Regions from separate parts of the Mus musculus genome. Here all the other regions are linked to region 1. A link is a contact called in public HiChIP or PLAC-seq data. All regions are on one chromosome and are shown on one strand. The core of a region is the stretch at or near the end of the contact, and the rest is flanking DNA. Distances in the headings are between cores, read along the strand shown. Region 1 has its middle 59 kb from the start of Gm15322. Region 2 has its middle 22 kb from the start of Gm41061. Region 3 overlaps Gm41060 (a long non-coding RNA gene).

Evidence for each region. HiChIP or PLAC-seq counts read pairs in DNA pulled down with a chosen protein or histone mark.
Region 2: a BATF HiChIP or PLAC-seq map of CD8 T cells shows a contact between it and region 1, with 8 read pairs. The contact joins two enhancer-like sites. A contact is called at or near these places in 1 of 39 promoter capture datasets (liver), 9 of 484 Hi-C or Micro-C datasets (Sertoli cells, bone marrow-derived dendritic cells, liver and 2 more) and 4 of 115 datasets of contacts at active chromatin or transcription factors (CD8 T cells, bone marrow-derived dendritic cells, memory CD8 T cells and 1 more).
Region 3: an H3K4me3 HiChIP or PLAC-seq map of the 230-238 cell line shows a contact between it and region 1, with 13 read pairs. The contact joins two enhancer-like sites. A contact is called at or near these places in 14 of 39 promoter capture datasets (3T3-L1-derived adipocytes, the HPC-7 cell line, HPC-7-derived erythroid cells and 10 more), 23 of 484 Hi-C or Micro-C datasets (the AtT-20 cell line, B cells, the C10 cell line and 15 more), 18 of 115 datasets of contacts at active chromatin or transcription factors (the 230-238 cell line, the HPC-7 cell line, astrocytes and 12 more) and 2 of 9 other capture datasets (adipose tissue and embryonic stem cells).

The regions. Positions count from the first base shown.
Region 1 is chr13:111,933,824-111,938,344 of GRCm38.p6, reverse strand. No RefSeq gene overlaps it. Among named protein-coding and RNA genes, the nearest start is that of Gm15322, 59 kb to the left of the region's middle. Within about 2 kb of position 2,219, at least 164 of the 459 cell types and tissues checked have an H3K27ac peak or open chromatin away from gene starts, as enhancers often do. A contact at or near this core is called in the 230-238 cell line, CD8 T cells and memory CD8 T cells, where this site is marked.
Region 2 is chr13:112,061,647-112,066,167 of GRCm38.p6, reverse strand. No RefSeq gene overlaps it. Among named protein-coding and RNA genes, the nearest start is that of Gm41061, 22 kb to the right of the region's middle. Within about 2 kb of position 2,302, at least 75 of the 459 cell types and tissues checked have an H3K27ac peak or open chromatin away from gene starts, as enhancers often do. A contact at or near this core is called in CD8 T cells and memory CD8 T cells, where this site is marked.
Region 3 is chr13:111,827,318-111,831,838 of GRCm38.p6, reverse strand. The region is part of intron 1 of Gm41060 (a long non-coding RNA gene); the gene reads right to left. Among named protein-coding and RNA genes, the nearest start is that of Gm41060, 9.8 kb to the right of the region's middle. Within about 2 kb of position 2,043, at least 14 of the 459 cell types and tissues checked have an H3K27ac peak or open chromatin away from gene starts, as enhancers often do. A contact at or near this core is called in the 230-238 cell line, where this site is marked.

The DNA.
Region 1 (4,521 bases), core at 970-3,469:
GGTAGAGTTTCATGTAGCCCAGCCTTGAACTTGCTTTGTGAACTTGCCATGACCTGGAACTTCTTCTGATCATCCTGTTTCTATCTTGCATGTATTGGGATTATGGTTGTGTGCCACCATGGCTGCTCTATGCAGTCTGTGCTGGAGATAGATCCTGTGGCCTCGAGCATGCCAGGAAAGTGTGTTAGTTAGGGTTTCTGTTGCTTTGATGGAATACCATGACCAAAAGCAACTTGGGGATAAAAGGGTTTATTCAACTCGTGCTTCTATATCATTGTCCATCATTGAAGGAACTCGGGACAGTTGTGAGGACCTTTTCCTTGCCGTCTCTCCCTTGTGAGGGCCTCTGGGATAGCAGATGATGATGCCCCGTCTCTCTCTGCATCCCCAGTGTCCCAGCTCAGAAGACAAATTCTAAATATTTGCTTAGCAGTAGGACACAGGACAACACTTTGCAAGTTCAATCCGTTACTGGGAAAATATAGTGAGAACTGTGTGTGTGTGTGTGTGTGTGTGTGTGTGTGTGTGTGTGTGTGTGTGTGTGTAATTCGGTCTCCAGAACCAGAACCAGCTGGCAAGCAGCAGCAGGAAGATCTGTTCTAGTCTCACTTGCTACGTTAGACAATTGATGGCTGTGTCCACCACGGCCACACTTGCAGGCAAGGTGTTCAGGTTTAGCCAGAATAAGTCATATTTCCTAATCCTAGGTACCTACCAGCCCATCTAAATGATTCTGACTAGCTATCAGTAGGCAGAACAGAGCACAATCCACGCCCTGCCCCAGGAAGGGGCTCAGAAGCTCCTGCACTCACACAGTGCTAGTATTTCTCCCAATCATCTCAAAGCCTGGAACAGAGGATCTTTATACCAACACACAGAAGAAAGGCTGAGTGGGAAAAATCACTGACCCTCAACCCAGTGACCTGCGTGAGGATGGCTTTCATCAGAAGCGAGATGCAGAAGTAGTAAGATGAAGGAGTTGGACTTTCTGATCAAAGCCAGAAACGTCCGTCCAAGGTAAAGGCATACGTGAAACCTTTACAGAAGAGACAGCATCGACGAGAATGCTTGGTTCTTTACAATGCATTCACTGTGGGAAACTAGCCAGGCCCAGCAAGCTGACCAGGGTCCCTTCACCCCTGTGCCCAGGACAGTTTGGCCAAAGGACATCTAGGGTGAAGGCCTCAGTCAGTGCTAATCTCCATATCCCGGAATAGCCCAGAGAACTCGTCCAACCTGCAAGTCTGCCTTTAAAAAAAAAAAAAAAAAAAAAAAAAGCCTTTGGAATTCTTTGTCCAGCTCTGCTTGGTATACACGGGAATGATTCTTCTGGGACTTCTCTGGTGACCTAGTCTTTGCTATAATGACATCTCTCAACAGATCCACCAGCCCTCAGATTCTCTCCCAGACACTAATAATAGGTCCAATTAGAAGTAAAGATTCCAAACAGATGAGGCACGAATTGATATACACGGCCGGCCTGGCTGCCACAGATCCATTTCTTCCCCTGCAGAAAAGACACCAAACTGGCCTTGAGGAGGGAACCTCCTTTTTTGAACAGTTACCATGGCAACTGGAACCCTTTTCTCCCCAGGGCACCTGCCCACAGGCTCCCACCAGCCAGCTGGTAGGGAGGGTGGATCAGCCACCTCTGTCCCAAGTCACTGTGCTCATTTGACCAACAAAGGTGCCAACAGTGCCAGTTGGCCTCATGATATGGATACCTGCCCACGAGGCATTGGCCCAAACATTGGGGACTTTCACAGAGGCCAGCCAACAGCTGGCAGGCAGGAACTACCAGGTCATTGTCATCTGGGGCTGAATTGGAACATGCATACAAGACACAAAGGCTGTGTCTGTAACCACAGCATCTCTCCCTCCCTAGGGATTTGTTTGCAGCTCCAGATCCCCCTGCTCTGGGAGGAGCACGCATGTGGCTGAAGGTGCCTTTTAGAGGCCACGCCCACCTACCTTTTTTTAGCAGTGCCCTGCCTTCTGCACGCTGCCGTAGAAAAGCTTTCCCTGCCCCATGTCTGGTTTTATTGCAAATGAGAAGGTTCGCCATAAGTCACCCCAGGCCAGTGGGTTCAGAGGTGGAGTTGGTAACCAGAAGCCATGCAGACTTCCTCTCCTGGCCCCACACCAAGGCCTCCAAGGTTCTCTTGTCACATGAGGTTAGTGTAGTTTCACATCCTCTAAGCAAAGCTCTGTCGAAACTCTCTAGTCTCACATGGCATCGGCTCAAAACAACCACCTCGCTCAGCTGCCTGGCTCACTGTTCCAAGAGTGGGTCAGGAGATCTGGGTTCCAGTTTCAGCTCAACCTGCATGACCTTGACAAGAACCAGTCCTCAGTTTTGCATCAGAAAATTAAGAGGCCCGAGTTTCTATACTTAGGATCCACTTCCTCTCCTCTCCCCATTACCCTCACCACTTCAGTTTAAAAAAAAAAATAGATAGGCAGGTAGGCAGGCAGGAGGCAGGCAGACTGACTGACTGACTGACTGACTGACTGACTGATTGATTTTTGGATTTTGGAGACAGGGTTCTGTATTGCCCTGACTGTCCTGGAACTCACTCTGTAGACCAGGCTGACTTTGAACTCAGAGATCCACCTGCCTCTGCCCCCTGAGTGCTGGGTTTAAAGGCGCGCCACCATTACCCAGCATTCCTGATGCTAACCCAAGAATCGCCAAAGACTAAGGGATATTTTTTCAACTTTTCAAAATCAGACATCTCAAAAATACTAAGCCAAGTGAAGGGAACTTTTTCTACAGGAGAGTGCATGTTTTATGATTATAACATGAAATGCCTAGACAGGCAAAATTAACCAATGGTAAGACACAAACATGCTTACCCACTCTCACAGGAATAGCTGTAGATTGCCTCTGAGAGTGTGGTAGGAGCAGGAATTACTTAGGAAAAGGCATAGTTGACAGTATACATTGTACCTGGGTGTGTTTGTGTCACACAATCTATGTCAAAACTCATAGACTACTATTCTTCAGATGGATTGAACGGTGCAATGGAGTCAGAAGAGTAGACTGTAGAATTGGTGAGCACTGGGTGCTCTTGACAAAACACTGAGGAAACATACGCAATAATAAGTTCCTGATCCATCCATACCACCCTTTCTCCACCCCATCTCTTTCTCGACTATTGGCCTCTTTCTTATTGAATGAGACAGGGGATATATCTGATATCCTATGATGATTAATCACTCTATGCCCAGCCCTCAAGGGTAAAAACAAGTTCTCTGCAGCCAGAACTCGCCCTTGAGCCTCTCTGCCTCTGCTCTCTGGTTGCCAACATTTTTGATATAATTTATTTCTTTCTTTCTTTCTTTCTTTCTTTCTTTCTTTCTTTTTTTTTTTTTTTTTTTCGAGACAGGGTTTTGATATAATTTCAATTGACACAACCCAGTAAAGACATTTTAAATTTAATTCCAAATGTAATCAGAGTGTATATTTTTATAACCACTCTAAGAGTTAGTATATCGACTACCCAAGGACAGATTACAAGCATATATTTTCCTATACTTGCTTCTCAATTAGCCCAATAGATATATCCCTAAATTATTGATTTGTTTTGTGTGTGTGATCACTTCTTCTTAAGATCTCAAACACATTCTTGGTTCTCTCCCAATTTGCTTATCTTTCTTTAAAACCTAAGCATGAAAATGCATGCATGCTTCATTGGTAAACACAATGTGCTTTGGAAAAAGATTCACACTGGGTCTGCACATGTGCAGCTAACGTTAGTAAGCTCTATGTCGTTGTGGGGGTCCTTCTGCCCCAATTTCAGCCATTCTTTCCAGAGAAATTCCCACCTCTTTTGTTTTGACGTGATTGTCTGTGTGCGTGCGTGCGTGCGTGCGTGTGTGTGTGTGTGTTTGGAGGGGTTTTTAGGCCCATTTTAAAGGCTATGACTTTGAGGTGAAAAGTGCTAGTTCTACAAGCATGCAGGCCTAAGTATGATCATCAGAGCTTACAGAAAAGTGAAAAAATCACTGAGGGTGGTGATGTGCACTTGGCACTCCCAGTACTTCAAAGGCTGAGAGACAGATCCTTGGGGTCTACTGTCCATCCAGCCTGGCCTAATTGTCAAGCCCCAGGTCCCAGTGAGAGACTGTATCTCAAAAACTAGACTGGATGGGTCCTGAGGAATCACACACACACACACACACACACACACACACACACACACACACACACACACCAGAAAGGCGTGTAGGTTTAATAAACATTTGATAAACATCTTTCCAGAAAGCTGCTCCCACTTCAGCCCAGTGCCCATGCACATTTGTTAAATATTAACATATAAGTCCCTTTCGTGAAGGCTTTTATCAGGACATCTCAAACCCAGTCCTTCTATTTTCTCTAGTTCTGCACCTGTACGACCACCCAAGGCACACAGCTAAGAGACAGGCACGAGCAGCCCTTTTGAGTAACCAGCTAATCAAAGGGCTATACTAGCAGCCTGAATCTTCACCTAGAAATCACAGCAGCGACCACAGGGATAG
Region 2 (4,521 bases), core at 1,053-3,552, 130 kb before region 1:
TTAGTTCTTGTGAGAAATTCGCAACCTAATGATTGGAGAGCTGGACCTTTTGATCCCAAGTCTGTGGGGACACAGCTGTGAGTTTAGGGCTGAAGTCACTAGGACAGTGGGATTTTTTGCCTTTTGGAAAAATTCATTTTCCAGGTACTATTATTGAACAACTATTCCTGCTGGCTCGCCGACAGAGCTTCTAAAAGCTTCCACTATTTTTAAACATTTAAAACTTGACAAAAGACATATCCAACTTGCAGCCCCTCCCCCTATAAACTAGGGGGGATGGAAACAGAAGGATGTGGGTGGGGGTGACTTCATCTTCCCATTCGGAACCCATAACCTTGGTCAAGGCTGCTGTTTCACTCACTGACAGAAGATGCATACACCAACAGCAAAGGCTGCGCAAATCAAGTTTGCCTTTGGACACGTGGCCCGAGAGCAGAAAGCATAAGTCACCCTCAAAGCCCAGGCTATGAAGGCAGGTGGGTCTGAGTTCCAATCCTGACCACAGGAACAATCTACTTAATAAGGTCTCTAAACTCCAGTTATTTCACATGTAAAATGGTCGTGCCCACTATTCGGCCATGTATTCATGGGGGTGGGGGGGGGGGGATTAAGTTAAAAAACACATGGAAAGGACCTGGCCTGTGGGACGTAATGATTCGGTGTCAATAGAGAACAGTGTGAGATAGAAGCCTGTGTCCACAGAATGAATGACTGCTGGGGCAGGCAGATTGCACAGGACTCTAGCTGCCTGGAATGCTCATCTCTTTCTCTTAGAATACTGATCTGCATGGTGTGAAGAAAGCTAACGACAAACAGCATCTAGCCACGCTGAGCCAGAATTAAACACAGATAGGTCCATTCTGCCAAGTGCCAGTCCAGAGGGAAGTCTGATGGTGACTTTGGAGTCAGCTAAGGAAGAACAAACTGTCCAGGATTGTCAGGCTCAGATCCTGCCACCTCCTCTGAAGAGCGCAGACTTCTAAGTGATCGACCAATTAACTTAAACTAGGCAATCTTTCTTTTAAGACATACAGACCTTTGGTGCTGTTTCAAAACCATCCAAGAACTGCAAATGCTATTATTTATAGCCCATAAAAACCTGTGCCAGATGAGTGGAGAAGATAACCTGGCTTAGTTTGCATTTTAAAAAACGTTCTCACAGCGCCACTTCGCCATTTAAAATTGTTGACAACTAGATAATCCCTAATTCTCTGGCTACAAGAACTGACCTGTTTGCTTCACGCTCGCGTGCGTGGACACATACACAAACATACACATGCACAGCGCTGTGTGTATAGATACGATCTAAACGTCCCTTGCATGGGCAAACAATAGGAAGAGATGCCACAGTGGGAGTGACTTTCTACCATGGGTAAGTGAGAATTGTAGTCTTAGGCAGGCATCTCTGAGTCTTGGATTTCTGAAATGTAAATTGATAAGCTTACAGTCTGCCCTCAGACTGTAAAAAAACCAAACCAAAACAAAAAACGAACAAAAACCAAATCAAAACAAACAAACAAACAAACAAACAAAAAACCATGTGAATGCAAATGACTTTCTAAGCCATGGCTTTCCAGTTCCCTTAGACCTAACCACTCCCAACAAGCATCGGGCTGACTGCCTTCTCAAGTTTGCTCGGCCGCTGCATCTGGGTTTGCAGACCCCAATCAGATTGGCTTCCTCTAATTGGGAAACCCCACTCTACTGACTTTTACTGTCCCCGAATTATTTGATCTCTTTGTCAGGGAAATAAGCGAAGCCTTCATTCTTTATCATTCGCCTCAGGTATTTATTGGGAAGGATTGAAGCACAGCACAGCTGGAAAAAAAATCATTATTTTCTAGTAATGAGGCTTAATCCCTTTGCAAATATTTCGAAGACCCTTCTTCCATAATTCAGGGTTCACACTCGTATAGTCACAGGTACCATTCCCAGAAGCCTCTGCTTGTCTTCCTTTTCCTTTGGCTCTCATAAAGGACACCAGACAAACACCCCTGACAACTTAAGCCCCAGATGTGACAAATAGAGATTTAAATTTTATGATTAAACTGTCACGATTTCACTCAGGGATCACCTTGGGTTTTTGCTGGTCTGGGCTCAGAGCCAACAGAACTTGACTCAGCTTCTCCTTGTGGGCAGATGCTGGATCCCAGAGGGGCAGAGGGGCTTCCTGCTGATGACCTAGAGGAAAAGAATTCGCCACCCCCTCCCGCCCCCTTGCAAAACCAAATGAACAGCTCTGCGCCCCTGTTACGGTTTGAGTGCAAAATGACCTCACGTGCTCTTGCATTGGAACTAATGGTTTCCGGCTGTGGGTGAGCTTTGAGGAATCCTTGTGAGATAAAACGTAGCTGCAGGAAGTGGGTCCTAGGGAGGCAGGTCTTGGAGACCTTAGAGGTGGCTTGTGTTTTGGGCTAGGTTTCCCTCCACTTCCTGCCTGCCTACACCATATAACCAGCCATCTCCTGTAAATTGGTAAACGTAACAGTATGCCTTCAGATTGTAAAAATTCTCTCAGCCACAGATAGGAATGGGGTGCTCCCTCTACCACAGATGTGGTTGCTCTACCCCAATGCATACCTCACCATGATGGTCTCCCGCCTCTCAAACCACGAGCCAAAATAAATCCTTCCTCCCTGAGTTTGCTCCCTTCAGGCATTTTATTAAAGTTATGGAAAAGTAAAAAGAACATACCCTCCAGCCTCAAAGGTTTCCTCTACCCCACGGCAATTCTACCCTGGAAGCCCAAGTTAGCCCTCTTTGGCCTAGAAACAATACTCCAGACACATCCGTCTCAGTTTTGAACATACAGCTAAAATTAACATAGGATATGATGGCTCTAGCATTCTTTGTCTAAATCTCATGTATCACAAAGAACAGAGCCACTGCTCGAAACTGACCATGGATAGAGACACATATAGCATTGCTCAGAGATCAGGGCCACCTGGTTCCCATCTAGTGAAAGTCTGAGGCGGGCAAGTCTCTGCATTCTGAACACTCAGCTGATCTGAGTGTTTATGGCCCATGAGTACATTTAGATTAGCAAAAACCTAGACAGCTTCACTCATTTCAGAGAGACATTCATTTGTCCCTGAGCATCAAATATGCTAGGGATACAAAGATAGAGGAGAGATTGTCACTTTCCTAGTGAGAAAAGCTCACCACTCCACAGAAAGGCAGACAAATTAACATCGTCTTATTATACATGCAAGAACTGTATTGTTACAATATGAACAGACTCCTTTAGATCAAAGAAGAAAGTGAAGATAAAATCATAATGTTCAATAAGAGAACAAGGGTTCTCTCTCTCTCTCTCTCTCTCTCTCATACAACTATCACAAGGACCCCAGGTCAGACCGCCCTGGGATCAAATCCTAGGCCGTTTTTAAAGGTGCTCAATTGCTTCTCACGCATCCAAGTATACACATAAATATTTTATCCAGCTAGTACTAAAGAGCATGAGAGAAGCAATGTTAGGTTAAGATTGCCAGGTCCAAGACAAAGCTGCTTGGTGTTTAAGAGGGCTGTGACTAAGATAACCTTTGCAGTTGGCTTTTCTACCGAGCAGAAATTAAGTGGGAAGGTGTGAGTTAGAGTCTGCATTCTCTAGTGTCCTAAAAAGGCTCAAACAATATAAAGCCAGCCTGCCATTCAAGGTCCCTGGAGTTGTCTCTCATTTACTCCCAAGCTTCAGACAAATTTTCTGAACCTTATACTCACTATGGAGAGTATTATAGTGAGGTGGGAGGGTACTTCCTCCTTCCAGTCAACCGCCTCTGAAGATACTTCAGGGATGGAGTCTTTTCCTTTGAGTCACCTGACTGGATCTCGGCTCCAGACAAAGTGAGCACTCTAGCTTGAATCTACAGCCTAGGTGATAAATGCTTGTTTGCTAGTGTGCGGTGCTATTGGAATTGATGGAGCCTCTGAGAGACCTACTGACAGGAAGTCTGGTCACTGAGGGTGTGCGCCTTTAAGAGACCTACTGACAGGAAGTCTGGTCACTGAGGGTGTGCTCCTGAAGGGGAGGTATTAGAACCTCCACCTCCTTCCACCTCACCCTTCGAATTCCAGTTGTCCTGAGATGGCGAACCTTCTCTACCACACGCTCCCATGGGAACAGCGTTTCAGTAGGTCCTAAGCCGTGGGCCCAAGTAATCATTAGCCCACACCTCCGAATTCATGAGGCAGACTTTGGAAGCATTAAGTTGCTTTCTCCCAGGTATTTGTTACAGCAATAGAAAGCAAACAACCAAGATAGCTATAACTAATCCTACCTGCTGTTTACTGAAGTGCACAATCTCTGCCAGTCTTCACGTCAGCCTTTGGAATTAGCACGACTGCTCTGACTTAATAAGTGTAGAAATAGCCTCAGGAGGGCCAGCTCAGTTGTTAAGCCTGGCAGTTAGCAGCAGAAGCAGGGCCCAACACAATGCCATTACAACAAACAAACAAACAAACAAACCAAAACCTATAAAATGTAGTGAACTAATGAGCTGGTAGAATGCTGGACAAGAACAG
Region 3 (4,521 bases), core at 794-3,293, 110 kb after region 1:
TCTTCTGCCTTCAGGAAAGGAATTTACCAGGAAAAGTCAGTCCTGGGAGTACAAGGATTTGCTTAGCTTATCACCAGCAATAACCCATCTATGGCTGAATATTTGACTTAACTAGCCCATGCTGCATCTCTGTTGGTTATAACTCCTTGTTGAATACAGGTAGTACTTCCACTAGTTTTCTGATAATGCTGGCATTTGACCCTTCTATCGAGCTATCACATTCTATAATTGATACCACAAAGACCAGCCAACTACCATTTGAGATGGTTATTTTTGAGATGGTTATTTTTTGGAGGGATAAAGTAAAAAATGTAACTCCTAAGTAGAACAATAGGGCTTGCCAGCGTTATGATCGAGTATCAGTTAAATGTTACCAAAACCAACGAGATTTCAGAGCTCTCCACAAGCCTTAGCAATGAACAAAGTGATAGCCTCATCAGCTTCCTCGCCAACGATTTAAGCACAAAATAAATTTCTTGAGAGGACAGGTTACAAAAGGTGCTACCATATTGGATGGATTCCATGAGTGACTTCAAAGCAGACAGGGGACTCCTGAAGGGTGTAGACGCCAGGAAGGAAGATGAAGATCAACATATTTTATATTAAATGCCGAAATGAAGCCTACCATTTGATGTGCTAGCTAAAAAGGTTAAAAGCAAACAAAGACTTGTTAGCTAAATAGGGGGACCTAACACCCCAAAAATCTACTGGTTTCTCTGTATCAGTGGTCCTCAACCTCCCTAATGCTGTGACCCTTTAACACAGTTCCTCATGTTATAGTGACCCCCAACCATAAAATTATTTTTTGTTGCTACTTCATAACTGTACTTTTGCTAACGTTATGAATCACAATGTAAATATTTTTGGCGATAGAGGTTTGTCAAAGGGGTTGTGACTCGGGTTGAGAAGTGGTGTTCTATATAAATGTTCTCAAAGTATGGTCTCGGGATAAACAGTACCACCCCTGGAATGTCTCAAAGAAACATGTTCTCAGATCTCACCCTGTATCATCTAGAGATCAAAAGCTTTAAGAAGAGCCAACAAGTCTGTTTTTCAAGAAGTCCTCAGTTGACTCTGATATATGCTAAAATGAGAAAACTACTGCCTTCTCTATAAGTCTCTAGAATCATCAGATCATTTTCCCTCAAAAATTAAGGGGCTTTTCGGGTGAAGGTTGCAAGAATTTGCATCTCTGTGTGTACAGGGGTGCAAAGGAGGGGCGAGTATGTATGTAGGTGCATCTGTGCACCTGTGTGGAGACCCAAGTTGGCATCTGATGTCTCCCTCAATTGTTTCTTCACCTTATTTTAAAAGACAAATGCTCTCACTGAACCTGGACCTCATCGACACTCCAGGCTGGTTGAACAGCAAGTCCCAGAGTTTCTCTTGCCTTTGTCCCCTGCCCCCCAGACCCCACAGGTGTGTGCTACCATGCCTGGGTTTCAGAAGCTTGTGGGGGGGGGGGAGGGGTGCAGACTGAGGTCCTCATCCTTGTGTGATAGTGACTTTGCTGGCTGAGCCATCTCCCCAGCCTCGGAATTTTTTTTAATAGGATAAAACAATGCTAACCCAGCCATGATGATGCACAACTGTAATCTCAGCACACAGAAAGTTGAGGCAGGAGGATAACCCCAAGTCCTGGGCCAGTCTGAGCTACAGAGTGAGACCCTGTCTCAAAAAGAAAGTGAAAAAGCAAAGAAGACAGGAAGGGAGGGAGAGTGGAAGGAAAGAGAAGGAAGGAAGGAAGGAAGGGAGGGAGGGAGGGAGGGAGGGAGGGAGGGAGGGAGGGAGGGAGGGAGGGAGGGAGGGAGGGAGGGAGGAAGGAAGGAAAAAAGAAAGGAAGAGGGAGAAGAAAACCTAGTTTCAAAAAATAAGAAGGAATTTCAAATTCAGAATGCCACGGGAAAAACAATTAGAGTGAGCAGGGTGGACACCAGGGTGTAAATCCCAGGGGTGGAGCTTAATCCTCTCATGGGGACCAAGAGGTGTGGTCTGTGCAAATGAGGTGTGAACTCAAGTTAGCCTGGTCTGTAAATCTAGGGCCCAAAGAAAGAGAAGAGCTAGGGAGTCTCTGGGGAGCTGCTCTTTTCTCAGCCAAGGAGCTAAATGCAAGCCACTAGCTGAGCCCCACAGGAATGTGCAATCAGGTTCACCTCAGGGGGTGGGAGGAGGGGCAAGAAATCCTGAAGCCCCTGGGCACAGCAGAGGCCAGCAAGACACTGCCATGTGGGGATGTTTGCACAACCAAGGCTGCAGTCCATTGCACCAGGGAGCTAGAAAGAAGGGGGGCCAAATTTCTGCATAATACTGGAGCCAAAAGAAAACTTCAAGCATGACACTGGAGGACGGATGGAAGCCCACGGATATTGTACCCTGGAAGAACGTTTTTACAGCTTCACTGTACCAATGTGCAGAACTACATTGAACGGGGGTGGTGGGGGGTGGGGGTGGCAAGAGCTACTTCTTCAAAGAAGATACGCGGATGGCATTGGTATATGGAAAAGTACTCGGTATCATTAGTCATTAGAAAAATAGAAACTCAGCCGGGCATGGTGGCACATGCCTTTAATCCCAGTACTCAGGAGGCAGAGGCAGGTGGATTTCTGAGTTTGAGGCCAGCCTGGTCTACAAAGTGAGTTCCAGGACAGCCAGAGCTACACAGAGAAACCCTGTCTCAAAAAAACAAAACAACAACAACAACAACAAAAACCTCATATCACAATTTAAAAAAATCTCACACTCATGAAGAGAGTAATCAAAATGACTAACAGTCATGTTGGGCAGCATTTGAAACTCTCACACATTGCCTTTGTGGATGTAAAATGCTGGGGCCATTTTGGAAATTCTATTGGCAGAGTTTAGAAACATTAACCACAGAGTCGGTGTGTGACCCAGCAATTTCTCCTCTAAGTACACACCTGCAAGAAGTTGCAACGCCTCTTCACAGGAAAACTTACCATAGATGCTCACAGCAGTGTTAAATGTAATAACCCAGAGGCGAAAGAACTCTGATTGTTATCCATCAACTGATAAAAATGCAGATACACACACACACACACACACACACACACATCTATTCACATACACACATACACAAACATACACAAATACACACACACACATACATCTATGGACACACACATACACACATAAACACACACATACATCTATTCACATACACACATACACAAACATACACAAATACACACACACACATACATCTATGGACACACACATACACACATAAACACACACATACATCTATTCACATACACACATATACAAACATACACAAATACACACACACACACACAGAGGCTGAGGCAGACAGACAGAGACACGGACACAAAGAGACAGAGGCAATTTGATAGAACTCAGAAGGCTGAAGCATAACGATTGCAGCTGTGAGAGCAACTTGGGTTACTAAGGACAGCCTGGGTAGGTTACATAGAAGACTCTGCCGCCCCCACAAAAGGAAAGGAAAAAACAAGAAAAATTATGTTTAAGTAAAGTCACCAGCTAAATGTATATCTCATTAAGTAAATATGAGGGGATTGTTCTTTAAAAACTAGGAAAAAATATTTTTTTAAAAACCTGTCTTGGCTGTCATTATGATATACCTATAAAGTTTGCCAGGTATGGTGGCTTATGTCAAAGGGGACAAAGGATCAGGAGTTGAAGGCCAGCTTCAGCTACATAAGACCCTACCTCAAAAATAAAAATCTATAAAATTGTAAGGAAACTGAAGGCACTTAAAAATTACACAAACTAAACTTTTAGTTGCTCAGAAAGTAGGATGAACATTGTGATGGTTTTCTGTGATTGGTTTTGTTTCTCTTCTCTTCTCTTCTCTTCTCTTCTCTTCTCTTCTCTTCTCTTCTCTTCTCTTCTCTTCTCTTCTCTTCTCTTCTCTTCTCTTCTCTTCTCTTCTCTTCCCTTCCCTTCCCTTCCCTTCCCTTCCCTTCCCTTCCCTTCCCTTCCCTTCCCTTCCCTTCCCTTCCCTTCCCTTTCTTTTCTTTTCTTTTTTGTTTTATCAACTTGACACAAGCTAGGGTCATCTGGGAAGAGGGAATCTCAATTGAGGCAATGCTTCCATAAAAGTCTGGTTAATAATTGATGTGGAAGGACTCAGTCCACTGTGGGCGGTGCTGCTCCTAGGCAGGCACTCCTGGAGAGTGTAAAAAAAGCAGACTAGCAAGTCCTGAGAGCAAGCCAGTAAGGAGGGCTCCTGTCTGGTCTCTACTCAGTTCCTTCCGGTGCTCCAGCTCGAGTTTCAGCCCTCAGAGATGGACCATGATCAGGGTATGTTCAGCTTTCCACAGGTTCTGGGAACTCAAACTCATGTCCTCACACAGACGTGCCAAGCACTTTACCCTCTGAGCCCTCTCCCCAGACCATGCTTTTACATTTATGACCAGCAATTTTTTGTCTATCACAAACATTTCTTATTACCTGTTTTATTGGTGTATATTTGTTGTGACCATTTTAGGCTCCATAAAGCCATTTTTATACAAGTGTATA